Linked DNA regions of Sus scrofa: region 1 is linked to region 2. Evidence: chromatin contacts called from public HiChIP or PLAC-seq data. All regions are on one chromosome and are shown on one strand. Each heading gives the region's core, a stretch centred on a gene start, on an enhancer-like site or on the middle of the called end of the contact. The rest is flanking DNA. Distances are from core to core; before and after follow the strand shown.

Evidence for each region. HiChIP or PLAC-seq counts read pairs in DNA pulled down with a chosen protein or histone mark.
Region 1: an H3K27ac HiChIP or PLAC-seq map of alveolar macrophages shows a contact between it and region 2. The contact joins two enhancer-like sites. A contact is called at or near these places in 2 of 5 promoter capture datasets (fetal liver and liver), 23 of 47 Hi-C or Micro-C datasets (alveolar macrophages, blood, embryonic fibroblasts and 11 more) and 2 of 2 datasets of contacts at active chromatin or transcription factors (alveolar macrophages and skeletal muscle).

The regions. Positions count from the first base shown.
Region 1 is chr14:10,230,384-10,237,422 of Sscrofa11.1, reverse strand. The region is part of intron 2 of PPP2R2A (protein phosphatase 2 regulatory subunit Balpha); the gene reads right to left. Among named protein-coding and RNA genes, the nearest start is that of PPP2R2A, 39 kb to the right of the region's middle. Within about 2 kb of position 2,507, at least 31 of the 83 cell types and tissues checked have an H3K27ac peak or open chromatin away from gene starts, as enhancers often do. A contact at or near this core is called in alveolar macrophages, where this site is marked.
Region 2 is chr14:10,112,304-10,119,141 of Sscrofa11.1, reverse strand. No RefSeq gene overlaps it. Among named protein-coding and RNA genes, the nearest start is that of PPP2R2A, 80 kb to the left of the region's middle. Within about 2 kb of position 3,936, at least 2 of the 83 cell types and tissues checked have an H3K27ac peak or open chromatin away from gene starts, as enhancers often do. A contact at or near this core is called in alveolar macrophages, where this site is marked.

The DNA.
Region 1 (7,039 bases), core at 1,258-3,757, 120 kb before region 2:
AGTAGTGGCAACTCATGTAGTGGCAACTCAATAACCATCTTTAGTCTTGTATTACTGATGACTGCAAAATCATGAGGAATTTTTTAATAAAATTCCAACATTTCTAAGCATAATCTTCCCCTGACTTACAAAGTAAACTTCGGTATATACATTAAACACATGCAAAAAATACTTAACAGAGTTGGGTTATTAAGTCTATAAGAAAATAAAGTGTTTTTTTCCCAACACCATGAACATTTGGCAGAACATTCTGAATTATGCGACTATGGGACCATTTTTTTCTTGTTTTACACTGTCCTACAAACAACCAAGTAGCTAGCATGCTTGGCCCTTGCCTAGAAAATGCCAATAATGCCTCTAGTCATTGGTAAAATCAGGTAAAAAAGAATTCAATACAACAAGAGTTTATAATAGGTATATATTTGATTAAAGGTATGGTAAAGATATAATAGGTATATATTTGATTAAAGGTATGGTAAAGATATAATAGGTATATATTTGATTAAAGGTGTGGTAAAGATTTAACAGCCATAAATCCTGATGGTCAAAGGATTTTTAATTAACACTTTATATATTTCAAGGTTATTAGGAATGAAAGAAGTATAGTAATCACAGAAGCTGGAAATATCCCTTTCCATGCCTGATAGATTTGAAAAAAAAAAAAGGCGAGGTGGGTAGCAGGAAGGGAGACAGAACCTTTAAACTGTAATTGATACATACACACGCACAGAAGTTTATACCAATATAAAAATATATATTTCTTCCAAACAGCTACACAATTAAAAAAATATTCGTACGTTTAGCCACAGAGAGCCCCTGAAGAATTCTAATTATGAAGACCACATTCTCTAATCACAAAATTAGCTAAAGATTAACAATCACCAGTTCTAATCAACCACTTTGTAATCTTAAAACTCTAAGGGCAAAGATAAAAACCACTACTGCAATTAAAAGATTTATAGGAACCTAAGTATATAAATATTTACGATAACAAAAATTATTATTTTTTAAAAAGACACAATGACCTTTCTATACTATAAAACTAATAAACCTGTAAAAACTGATTGAATAAAAAAAAAGAAAAGAAAAAAGAAAGAAATCCCACAAGAGATAACCACAGGTAATAACAGCCTTTTAGCAAACTCATGCAAAACATGTATTGGATGTCTTTATATACACCATAATACCTACAAGAACAATTTCAGTAATGGGATTATAGCTAAAATTAATTTTATTTTTTAATCTCACAAATTACTTTGTAAAAAAAAAAATCATCATCACTCTTAGTCCTACTTCTGAGAGAATTCTAGTATAGAATATACTAGATATAGGATATATAATATCCTTCCAAAGTTTGCCCACATGTACTTCCCATGCTTAGTACAAAAAACATCTATTTGTATTGAGAAAAAAATGGTATCTACATTATGTTGCTGATTTTTTTTAAAAAAAAGTTACAAATCATGTTTAGTCCTATTTGTATAACAATTAAAACAATCAGAGCATTATGGAATTTGTGACCAGCTTAGACAGGGAGACCTGATAACAGATACATGACAGCATTAGCATTACAGTAGCAGAAACTGACAAAGGTTTAAAAAAAATAATGAGGTAGCACCACACAACCAATCAAATACCTAAACTTTTATTTAAAAAAACTGATAAAAAAAATAAAAAAACTGATAACAGGAATTCCTGTTATGGCTCAGCAGTAACAAACCTGATTAGTATCCATGAGGATGAGGGATTGTTCAATCCCTGGCTGGGCTCAGTGGGTTAAGGTTCTGGCCCAGGTTGCAGATGTGGCTCAGATCCAGTGCTGCTGCAGCTCTGATTCAACCCCTAGCTCAGGAACTTCCGTATGCCTCCAGTGCAGCCGTAAAAAAGAATAAAAGAAGAAAAAAAACCTCTGGAATGTAATAGCACAGAGATTAATTCTCATTTTGATATGGTTTGTTTCAACTAAGCTTAGAGCTCTCATCAAGAAACATGTTTATCTTGTTTGGACACATGACCAATTTCCAGTCTTCTCTTCTATTCATTGGATGTAACCTATATGGCCCAACAGTGAACTTAATGATTGGCTCCACATAGCTAATTAGAATATAAATCACCCAAATTTCTTCACAAAGGTATAAGAAAATACTGGATAATGCAGTTACAAAATGCTAGTTTCTAAATAAAGGGTAGGCAAGCCTAAGTAAGGTATAGTTATTTCCCTACAGATCACTATGATGCTTATCACTGCCCACCTCTAGGGGGAGCTCAAAGTTCTTGTTACTTTTCCCCAAAGGTCAGGACACTCCTCCGACAGATTTGGTGTGTTCGAGACTTAGAACCTTTTTATTACAGCACCCTAAAGAGCAAGTTACATGTGTGCCAATCTTTTAGGCATTTCTTTTTTCCTCAAAAGTGAATAAGACTTGACCTGCTCACCTGCTCCTGGTGTGAGCAGGCTCCAATCGTTTCTTCCTCTTTCCCTTCCAGACTCCTCCCACTTCCTACTTGGCTTGACTAGGGCACATTACTGTAGTTGGAAAGGCTGGCTGCAGGGAGGGCGGCTGTGCTCACTCCTGCTGATGCAGTACTCTTAGTGCAGGCCAGTGCCACCTCCAATCCCCTCAGGTCAGGGCACGTGTAAGTACAAATGGGAAGGAGACTGCTCATGTCTGCTCAGTGGAGCCCCACTCAGGCAGCCCCTCCAAACACTGAGGGATCTTTATCTTAAGCATACTTATACCACATTCTTGGGGACACATGTGAAGGGAACTTGTGCAGGAAATAACCAGAAGTCAGACTGGTCATTTCCCTACTGTCAAATTGCCACTTCTGTCTGCATGACCCTGAGAAAGTAACTCAGCTCTGAGGGATAAACAAGCAATAAATGCAAAGAAATGAGTTTTGAATGAGGCACCCAGGAGGCACACTGGTAAACAGAAGATGTGGGCTGGAGTTTTGGGCTTTGTTGTACAAAGCAGAAATAAGCATTTAACTCTTATTTGTGTCTAGACTCTTCAGGTAAAAAATCAATCTAGCCTAGGTCAAAAACTTATCCAAATGATCCAGCTTAGCTCCCAGGAGCCTGAAGCTGAAGCCCAAACTAGGAACAAAGTATTGCAGCTGCCTTGCTTGCTGCTTCTTTACAGTTACACTTAAGAGGCCTCACACTGAAGCATGACTGGTTGAGGATAGGATCCTGTAATCCCGTCTCACTGATCAAAATATCACCTGGATTATACTATGATTTCCAAGAACAAAGTAAGTGCTAAGGGCCTTTATAACCTTTTCTCAACCCCTGACTCAGTGAAGGGGAATATGTCTTGAGATAAGCTCAACAAAGACCACTGGCTACTGATGCTCACACAGAACCTACATTGCAATGTTGCCATGAGAGTCAGGGTCCATAAGGTAATTTCCAGAGATGTGTTCTGGAACCAGTCTCCCTTCTTTTTAACTTGTTCCTGGATAATCTGATATCATGTTTGGATAAAATGGAATGGAACCATACCCTCCTGCAACAAAGAACAGAAAGATAAACAGTTGCTAATACATACAAGTGTTGCTAATACAAGTGTGATCTTAAAAAACAAGCCTTGGTGTATGTTACTTACATTAGAAAGAAGAGCTCTAAATTGATCACTCTAAATCTAGTTACCATCTTTGTTAGATGTTCACCAACTCTTAACTGAGTCATAATTAAGTCCACAATGCAAACCATCTCATTAAGTTGCCTTATCAAAACATAATACAAATAATTTCTTGTGGAGATTATACAAACAAAAGGAACTACATAAAGATTTTCCATCTATGCAAGCCTTATTAAAATATTTTTATAACCAGAATGCGTATCTGGCTATTAATACCTGCCTAAAATCTTTACAAATTAGGGTTATTATGGCCATGATTTTTTTTTTTTTTTTTTTTTTTGGCATTTCTTGGGCCGCTCCCACAGCATATGCTCATCTTTCCCTTTTCTATCCTTTCCTTTTCATTTCTGGTTGGTTAGTTTGCTCGAGCTGATAATCTCCTGACCTTGTTTTCAATTGTATTTACACTGCAATTCATTGTTTCCACTATACTTTTAAAACTGTAATCATGTTTTGCAAATAATTTCAAATTATTTTCATGGTTCCGTTTTCAAAGATGCAACTTCTTTCACGTATCTCACTACAAGAGAATTAAACATTAACGTTTTAGTCCACCTACTTGAACTAAAAGTTTATCTGACAACTGATCTTTTTTTTTTAACAAATCTTGCACATTTTTGCTGTTTTGCTCATTCCTTTGACAAATTCTTAAGAGTCTTTCCTTCAACAAATATTTTACTGAGTATCTAATATATGTCAGACATTCAAGGTCATGCCAGCATTTCCAGGTGCTAGGGATATAGGAGTTCATAGGACAGGCAAAAAAATAACCCTGCCCACATGAAACATACATTCTAGTGACTGGGGCATATTATAAACAAATGATTCACAAATATAAAGTGTATCAAGTAGTGCTAAGTACCACAGAAATACAGCAGTCAGAGAAAGCCTCTGAGGGGCTAACTTAGGTAGAAACTTAAATGAGCAGGGAATTAGTCATCCAAACTTGGAAAGCATTTCAACCAGAGGACCTAAGGGTAAAAACGAGTTTGCTAAACTTGATAAGACAAATGCAGAATAAGGTGGTAGAAAAGATGGAGCATTTAACAGAGGCCGAACCATACTGTCTTGTAAGCTACGTATGGTAGGACTGTGGAGTGATAAGCCACTGTAAAGTTTTTATGTTTTAGAGCACTTATCTGTTGAGTGAATATAGAAAAAAAAAAAAAAAAAAAAGGAGAAGAATGGTTCATAAGTTATTGAAGAGATTATGGCCTGAACTCAAGTGGTAGCCATAGAGAAATGGATGGATTCAGAACACATTCTGAAGACAGCACTGCAAACTTGGCTGAGGTATCAAAAGGTGATTCTGGGAGTTCCCGTCGTGGCTCAGTGGTTAATGAATCCAACTAGGAACCATGAGGTTTTGGGTTCAATCCCTGGCCTTGCTGAGTGGGTTAAGGATCTGCGGTTGCTGTGAGCTGTGGTGTAGGTTGCAGACACGGCTCAGATCCCAAGTTGCTGTGGCTCTGGCGTAGGCCAGTGGCTGTAGCTCCGATTCAACCCCTAGCCTGGGAACCTCCATATGCCAAGGTTTTACAACTATGTCCAATGGAAAAGTCAGTGTCATTTATTGGGGAGAGACACACCAGGAAAAAGCAGGTTTGGGTTAAAAAAGGAGCCCTAAAATCCATTTTCACACCTTTGGTATTGATTTCAACTAGACATGCAAGTAGAAATGTTATCCCAGCAGCTAAACAGATGTGACAAAGTAGGGAAGGAAGAGGGGATATAAATTAAGGATATCATCAGCTAATGGAGGCATTTAAAAACTAAACGTGATTTTCTACTGAGCAATTATATATAGTAGGTTTGGTCTAAGGTCTGAGCCATCAGGCTCTCCCACAATTAACTGAAGAGGAGGGATCAGCTAGGAAAGGAGACTACACAGGAACTACTGGTGAGGGAGGAAGACCATTTCTGGAACCAAAGACAGTCTTTCTAAAAGGAGACAATGGAGTTCCCACTGTGACTCAGCAGAAACGAATCTGACTAGGAACCATGAGGTTGCAGGTTCAATCCTGGCCTCGCTCAGTGGGTTAAGACTCTGGTGTTGCTGTGAGCTGTGGTGTAGGTCGCAAATGCAGCTCAGATCTGGTATTGCTGTGGCTCTGGCATTGGCTGACAGCTGTAGCTCTGATTCGACTCCTAGCTTGGGAACCTCCATATGCTGTGGGTTTGGCCCTATAAAGCAAAAAAAATAAAAAAAAAAATAAAATAAAAGGAGGCAGTGATAAATTGTGTCAAAAAGTGCATAGAAATCAAGCCAAGGCTTGGAAGTTCCCTGGTGGTCTAGTGGTTAGGATGCAGTATTTTCACTGCTACTGCCTGGATTCAATTCCTGGTCTGGGAATTGAAATCTGACATCAAGCTGCTGCATGAGGAGGGGGGAGAAGGAAAAATTAAGTGAAGGCTGAGAATTAAGCAAGTTCTTTGGGGGCTCAGTGGGCTAAGGATCTGGCACTGACAGACACACTGTGGTGTGGGTTTGATCTATGGCCTGAGAACTTCCACACACCATTTGGCAGGGCCAAAATAAACAAAATTGGTTTTTTTAAAAAAAGAAGGCTAAGAATTAAACTTGGATTTGGTGACCTGTAGATCTGGGGGTTGATTTCAAGAAAAGTGGTTTCAGTAGACTGGCGTCCTTAAAATAAAAGTTGTTTTGTGTGGTGGAGGCAGAAGCAGCTCGGCACTAAGTTGAAAGCATTACTCTGACAGTATGAAATCTGGACTATGAAGGGCATCCTCTTTCCCTTACTTTTATATGTCTTGGGTTATTTTGGGAAACAGAGGGTTAAACAAACACTGAAGCTGACTCCTGAGTTGCCAACTTCTCAGCTGGCTGGGTATACCGAGAGTAGTATTCTTTCAAGAAAAGCACCTAGAGGGAGTTCCCTGGTAGCCTAGTGGCTGAGGATCTGGTATTGTCACTGCTGTGGCGCATATATGATCCCCGCCTAGGAACTTCTGCATGCCATGGCTGTGGCCAAAAGAAAAGCACTTGAGTGATATAGATTTTAAGTTATTATAAGCATGAAAAATGCTACTTTGTTTCCCTGTGAAGGATAGTTTCACCAATTTAAGATTCTTAGTTTATACAGGTTTTTCCTCAAAGTTTTCTACATGCCACTCCACTGTCTTTTAGCACAGCCTTGGCCCAGCAGAACTTTCTGTGATCACACAAATGCTCTATTCTTGGAGTTCCCATTGTGGCACAGTGCAAACGAATCCCACTAGTATCCATGAGGATGTGGGTTCAATCACTGGCCTTGTTCAGTGGGTCACAGACGCAGCTCTGATCCTGAATTGCTGTGGATGTGGCCTAGACGGGTAGCTGTAGCTCTGATTCGACCTTAGCCTGGGAACATGCCATGAGTGCAGCCCTAAAA
Region 2 (6,838 bases), core at 2,687-5,186:
AGATAAAATCCCCTAATCTAATCTAGAAGAGCATTGGGAGTGTGGGCCCTGGAGTCAACAGGGCTGGAGTCATCTCTGCCTTGGGAAAGTCACATGACTTCCGGTGCCTCTATTTTCAAATCTATAAAATGCAATTAGATTGTATGGCAGGGTTTTCAGAGAGAGGATTAAAGCACTTTGTAATAAAGTATTTAGCTCAGTGACTGGCACACAGTGCTGGAATTGCTAAAAAAAAAAAAAAACACGTTAGAAATCGCTCCTTATCTGAGAATAACTCAGAGCCTCAAAGTTTGGTTGGAATGTTACCTCCCGTGGCAAGGCTTCACTGGTTCCACTCCAACCTGCGTAAAATCATTTTCTCTCCCTTATTGGGAAGTAAGACCATCTGTTTCTAAAATCTGGATTCTCCATTTTGTGTTCCTGAGGGTTTGGAATCTGTCCTAATGTCTTTTGCTGTAGGCCATAGAAACCTGTCATTTGAAAAAAGAAGTCAAAATTAGGCCTTTGGGGAGTGAGGACTGGCTCGGCCGTGGGTTGAATCCATGATGGTTTGGGGAACATGTACCAGAAGAGGGGACTCCAGCTCTGACAGGTGTCTGGACTCCGATCCCTCAGCTTTCATGGCCTAGGAAGTGACAGGAGCCAGGGGAAGAGCTACTCTTGGGGCACCGTTAAGGACCAGGAGTCTGAAGGCCCTTTAAGAAGGCACTGCCCTGTGACCCCAGGAGATTCATAAGCCTCTAGATGACCAGAAACCCAGCAGGAAGGTGGCGCTAGTGGGTGAGGGGCAGATGGAGAAAAGCCCTTGCACCCAGGCTGGAGTGCCAAATTAGGGACTTGGGATAGGACCACCACGTTATATGTACTGTTTATTTTTTTCAATTTATATTTTATTAAACAAAATTTTTTTTTTGGCTTTTGTGGCTTCACCCACAACATAGGGGTCAAATCGGAGCTGTAGCTGCCACAGCCACAGCAACTCGGAATCTGAACTGCCTTGGCAAACTATATGGCAGCTTGGGGCAATGCCAAATCCTTAAGCCACTGAGCAAGGCCAGGGATCAAACCCTAGTCCTCATGGATACTAGCTGGGTTCATTACCACTGAGTCACAACGGGAACTCCCTGTATTGTGTTTATCTGTAAATTCCCTCCCTGGAGTCAGATTCTTAAGGACAAGTTTTGTGTTTTCTCTCTGTATCTTTCATGCTTAGCCTAATGCTTAGCCTCTATATTTGTCACATAAAATCCTTATTTTTTATTAAAAAAATTTGAATTTAGTTGATTTATAATGTTTTGCCAATTTCTGCTGTATAGCAGAGTGACACAGTCATACGTATATATGCATTCCTTTTCTTATACTGTCTTCCATCATGTTCTGTCCCACGAGACTGGATATAGTTCCCTGTGCTGTACAGCAGGACCTCATTGTTTATCTACTCTAAATGTAATAGTTTGGCTGTATTAACCTCAAACTCCCAGTTCATCCCACTCCCCCCCTCTCCCCCTTGGCAACCACAAGTCTGTTCTCCATGTCTGTGAGTCTGTTTCTGTTCTGTAGATAGGTTCATTCGTGCCATATCGTAGATTCCACATATAAGTGATGTCACATGGTATTTGTCTTTCTCTTTCTGACTTGCTTCATTTAGCGTAATACTCCCTAGTTTTATCCATGTTGCTGCAAATGGCATTATTTTCTTTTTTAATGGCTGAGTAGTTTTCCATTATAAAATCCTTATTTATTGATTAAGCATTTGAGGCCTAGTAATGGAGTGACTTGCTTAATTTCTCATAATGAAATTACATCCAAAAGCCAAAGTGTTCATTGGTTGAGGCTTTGCTCTTCCCAGCAAACCCTCCAGGGCAAAGGATGTGTCTTATGTCTTCCCAAGTGTCTGGTATCATGGCTAGCCCATGGTCAAGCACAGGAAGAGCCTGAGAAACAGCAGTACCATCTAGAAGGTGGCCAGTGGATTGACGGATAAAGCTGTTTGGGGGAGTCTGGAACAGATGAATGATCTCATCCAGTTCTGGCTTCAGGGGAGCACCTACAATCATTTGCATTCATTCATTCAAAGATATTTAGGAAGGAGGATGTCCCTTTTCAGCTTTTTTTTTTTCTTTCTTTTACATCTGTGTTTTACTTTTATGCTCAGCAAAGTAGTGGGCAAAACATGGGCTTTTATTCCTTCCTTCAACCTATATTTATGCGGCATTACCCCAATATTTAAGAGCCAATAGGTGCGTTCCCCTTTTGGGACAGTGGAAATGAGTCTGACTAGGAACCATGAGGTTTCAGGTTCTATCCCTGGCCTCATTTAGTGGGTTGGGGATTGGGCATTGCTGTGGGCTGTGGTGTGGGTCTCAGATGTGGCTCAGATCCTGTGTTGCTGTGGCTGTGGCGTAGGCCAGCAGCTGTAGCTCCGACTGGACCCCTAGCCTAGGCACCTCCATGTGTGACAGATGCAGCCCTAAAAAGCAAAAAAAAAAAAAAAAAAAAAAAAGGAGCCAGTAGGTCCATCGCTATGCATTTCAGTTTACACATGCATAAATTGAGGACAATAACACCTATTTCCAGGTTGGCATAAAGGGTAAAAGAGAGTGAGAATGTGAAAGCTTGGCATGTATTAATGTGACTTAACCCTCCCACCAGAGCCAGTGACAGCTGATAATTTCACTTCTGGGGCAGGACTGGGGAGGCAATGGGAGAGCTTCTGAAATGTTGATGCTCTGACTTGGTTCATTAAGTTACTATGAAACGAGAGGCGGAGATTTCCCTGGGTGGCGTCTCTTAGGCCTGGCACATTAATTATGCACAATAAATACACATTTGATCAATTGTTCTGGCCTCTGGAATGGATGTGACATTTTCATAACATAGGAAAGGTGAGACTCATCACACAACTTTTCTCATTCTGGCCTTGGTCTCTTCCCATACATTGAGAAAAGAAAGTTCCCACCAGAATAGGATTATGTTGTTTTGACATAAATTCTCTTATTGGTTAGGATTAGGTTCATCTGCCTAAAGTACAAACATCCCTTACAGTCTTCCTCTCATAATTTAGTCTTAGATAAGATAAAACTGCATTTCTTTTCTTTCTTTCTCTCTTTTTTTTTTTTTTTTTTTTTTTTTTTTTTTGGTCTTTCTAGGGCTGTACCTGTGGCATATGGAAGTTCCTAGGCTAAGGGTCAAATTGGAGCTACAGCTGCCAGCGTGCACCACAGCCACAGCCATATAGGATCCAAGTCATGTCTGCTACCTATGTCACAGTTCAAGGCAACACCAGAGCCTTAACCCACTGAGCAAGGCCAGGGATCGAAAAAGCATCCTCATGAATACTAGTCGGGTTCATTACTGCTGAGCCATGATGGGAACTCTAAAGATGCCATTTCTTTTTCATGTAAAAGAATAGAGTTAGATGTTCCAGCACTCTTGTGACACTTTCACAAAGCCATCAGAGATGTATACCCTTTCCAACTCCACCCCGTAAAGGGGCCTCCTGGTCCATGGTGGCTGACAATGCTCCAGACATCACATCCATGTTCCAGACAGAAAGATGGAGGAATGGTGACAAGACAAGAGCATCCTCTCCGTTTTAAAAAGACTTTCCTAAGTTCCACATCTCTTCAGTGGGAAATAAGGCACAGGGCCACACCTCTGCAAGAAAGTTTGGAAAATTAAGGCTTTCAGCTGGGCAGTAAGGTGCTCAGCTGAAAAACAGCATTCTAACACAAAGGAGAAAAGGGAGGCTGAAGGTTTAAGGGAGGCAAATGGCCATGGCGCTCATCTCTTCCATTCTGGAGAAGACACAGAGCTGTTTTTCCCTTCTGTGTTTCTCCCACCCTACACAGAAACTGTCATTAATGTCTTGACATCTGAAACTGAGGAAAACAGAAGTGATGACGCTACTGTGTTTCATCTTGGGCCACAATTTCTCCACCTACACACTCCTGCTCTTCTCACATGTTGTTTCATTCTCTCTGTCCCCTCCACACACATACATGCACAGAGCTCATGTTAAAATTGCCCTCTGGGCATATGCTAAGTCAAATAAGTCAGACAAATACTGTATGATACCACTCCTACATAGGGTTTAAAAAATACAACAAACTAGGGAGTTTCTGTTGTAGTACAGAGGAAACGAATCCAACTAGTATCCATAAGGATGCAAGTTTGATCCCTGGCTTCATCAGTATGTCACAGTGTGTTGGGGCTCCGGTGTTGCTGTGAGCTGTGGTGTAGACCACAGACGTGACTCATGTTGCTGTGGCTGTAGCATAAGCCAGCAGCTATAGCTCTGATTTGACCCCTAGCCTGGCAACTTCCATACCCCTCAGGTGTGCCCCCCCAAAAGAAAAAGCATAAAAAATGTAACAAACTAGTGAATAAAACAAAAAAGAAACAGACTCACAAATCTAGAGAACAAACTAGCCGTTGCCAGCCAGTGGGGATAGGGAAGGGGGAAGGGCAATGCAGGGATGGGGGAAAAAGGAGTTCTTATGGGACTATATGAAATATGTGTGTGAAACTTTTGAAAATTGTAAAGCACTACAAAATTTAAAGAATTTTTCATTCAATTAAAAAAGCAAAATAAGGGAATTCTCTTGTAGTGCAGCAGGTTAAATATCCGGCATTGCCAGGTTGCTGCTGGGATGCTGGTTTGATCCTTGGCCTGAGAACATCCACATGCTGTGGGTGCAGCCAAACAAACAACCAAACAACAAATCCGCACTCTGAATTACAAACTAATGCTTGGTGTCCTAAAATGGATGCCCAGGCATTGCCTACTCAATGCGAGCAGTGGAACCAGAGCATTCACCCTGTTCAGGAGGGGAGCTGTAAGGAAAGGGGAACCACTCCACACACCAGGGTCTCCTGCCTGAAGGATGGGGTTCTGGAGGGGTCTGGACCATTCATTTCGTGGTTACCCCATGCAAGGGTTCCCTGGCTGCCCCAGGGCACTCACCCAGAGGATCATGCTGCTGCCTGCCGGCCCCACTGCCAAGCTGCCTGCCGTCTCAGATGCAAAAGGGTTTGCAGAAAAGGGGCAGCAGGAGGAAGAATTCAAATGACTCAGAGCAGAAGCATCATGACTGTTGGGCCTGAAAACTGGGGGAGCACCTTGGAGCATTATTTCCCTACAGATGCTCTATTCCTTAGTCTTGGTTTTCATCTGAAGATGGGGAAATTAACACCTAACTGAAAGCTGCATGTGTGTTTTTGTTTGTTTGTTTTTGCCATTTTAGGGCTGCACCCATGGTATATGGAAGTTCCTAGGCTAGGGATCAAATTGGAGCTGCAGATGCCAGCCTATACCACAACCACTGCAGCACAGGATCAAATCGGCATTTGCTACCTACACCACAGCTCACCTCAGTGCAGGATCCTTAATCCACTGAGCGGGGCCAGGCATCAAACCTGCATCCTCATGGATACTAGTCTGGTTGTTACTGCTGAGCCACAACAGGAACTCCTAAGCTGTGCATTTTAAACAGGAGACTTGTGTCAGGTCCAATACAGCTTATGGTGTGTTCCTATAGCCCCTGGCCCCCAAACTCCGCCCCCAGTGCTCTATGCTTTCCTTCAGCAAATATTTTGGCAAGTCTATAGCGTGCTTGTCAAGTTTACATACATTGCTTTAAAATCAGGGTCATTGACCAGGATACCAAAAACCCCACCCCAACTCAGGAGTCAAGATAAATCACATTTTGGTGGAATATCTAAAAAAATAAGAATTGGAGTTCCCGTCGTGGCGCTGTGGTTAACGAATCCGACTAGGAACCATGAGGTTGCGGGTTCTGTCCCTGCCCTTGCTCAGTGGGTTAATGATCCGGCGTTACCGTGAGCTGTGATGTAGGTTGCAGACGCGGCTCGGATCCCACGTTGCTGTGGCTCTGGTGTAGGCCAGTGGCTACAGCTCTGATTCGACCCCTAGCCTGGGAACCTCCATATGCCGTGGGAGCGGCCCAAGAAATAGCAAAATAAATAAATAAATAAATAAGAATTGACGCAAAAAAAAAAAGATGAAAATATCAGGATTTTAAGTAAAGATAAGGATATTGGTGTTAGTGATTTTATTTCTTTGGCCTCAGCTTCTCAGAGGCTTGGCCTGGCACTGCTAATCTTATTATACCCTTGGGGTAGGGCCATGTTGTAGGTTGTGACTCAAAAGAGCTCAGCACTGGCATTCCCATTGGGGCTCACCGGGTTGTGAACTTGACAACGAGTATCCACGAGGATGTGGGTGCAATCCCTGGCATCGCTCAGTGGGTTAAAAGATCCGGCATTGCCTCAAGCTGGGTGTAGATTGCAGATGCGGCTCAGATCTGGTGTTGCTGTGGCTGTGGTGTAGGCTGGCAGCTACAGCTCAGTTTAGAACCCCAAGCTCAGCATTTACTCTCCTAAAAGGTAGAGAAGGAATTTGAACCCCAGGACTATACAGTCTATGCTCCATGCTCAAGACTAGCCAACAGCCTAGTTTTGTGGAAGGACCAGGACACTCTGCCTTTTGTTTTTTGTTTTGTTTTTTAGGACCACACCCGTGGCATATGGAGGTTCCCAGGCTAGGGGTCCAATAGAAGATACAGTTCACATCAATGCCAGATGTTTAGCCATTGGGTGAAGCCAGGGATCAAACCCTCAACCTCATGGTTCCTGGTCAGATTCACTTCCCCTACGCCATGACGGAAGCTCTCTTGCTCAGCTGCTGAAATAACCGCATATCATAGGTGCCAGGAGATAATTCATGGAGTGCCCTGACGATATAAGTCACCATGAAGCCTAAAGTCATCGTGTTGGAGTCGGGGGTGGGGTGAGCAAACAGTGACTTCCGCTTGAA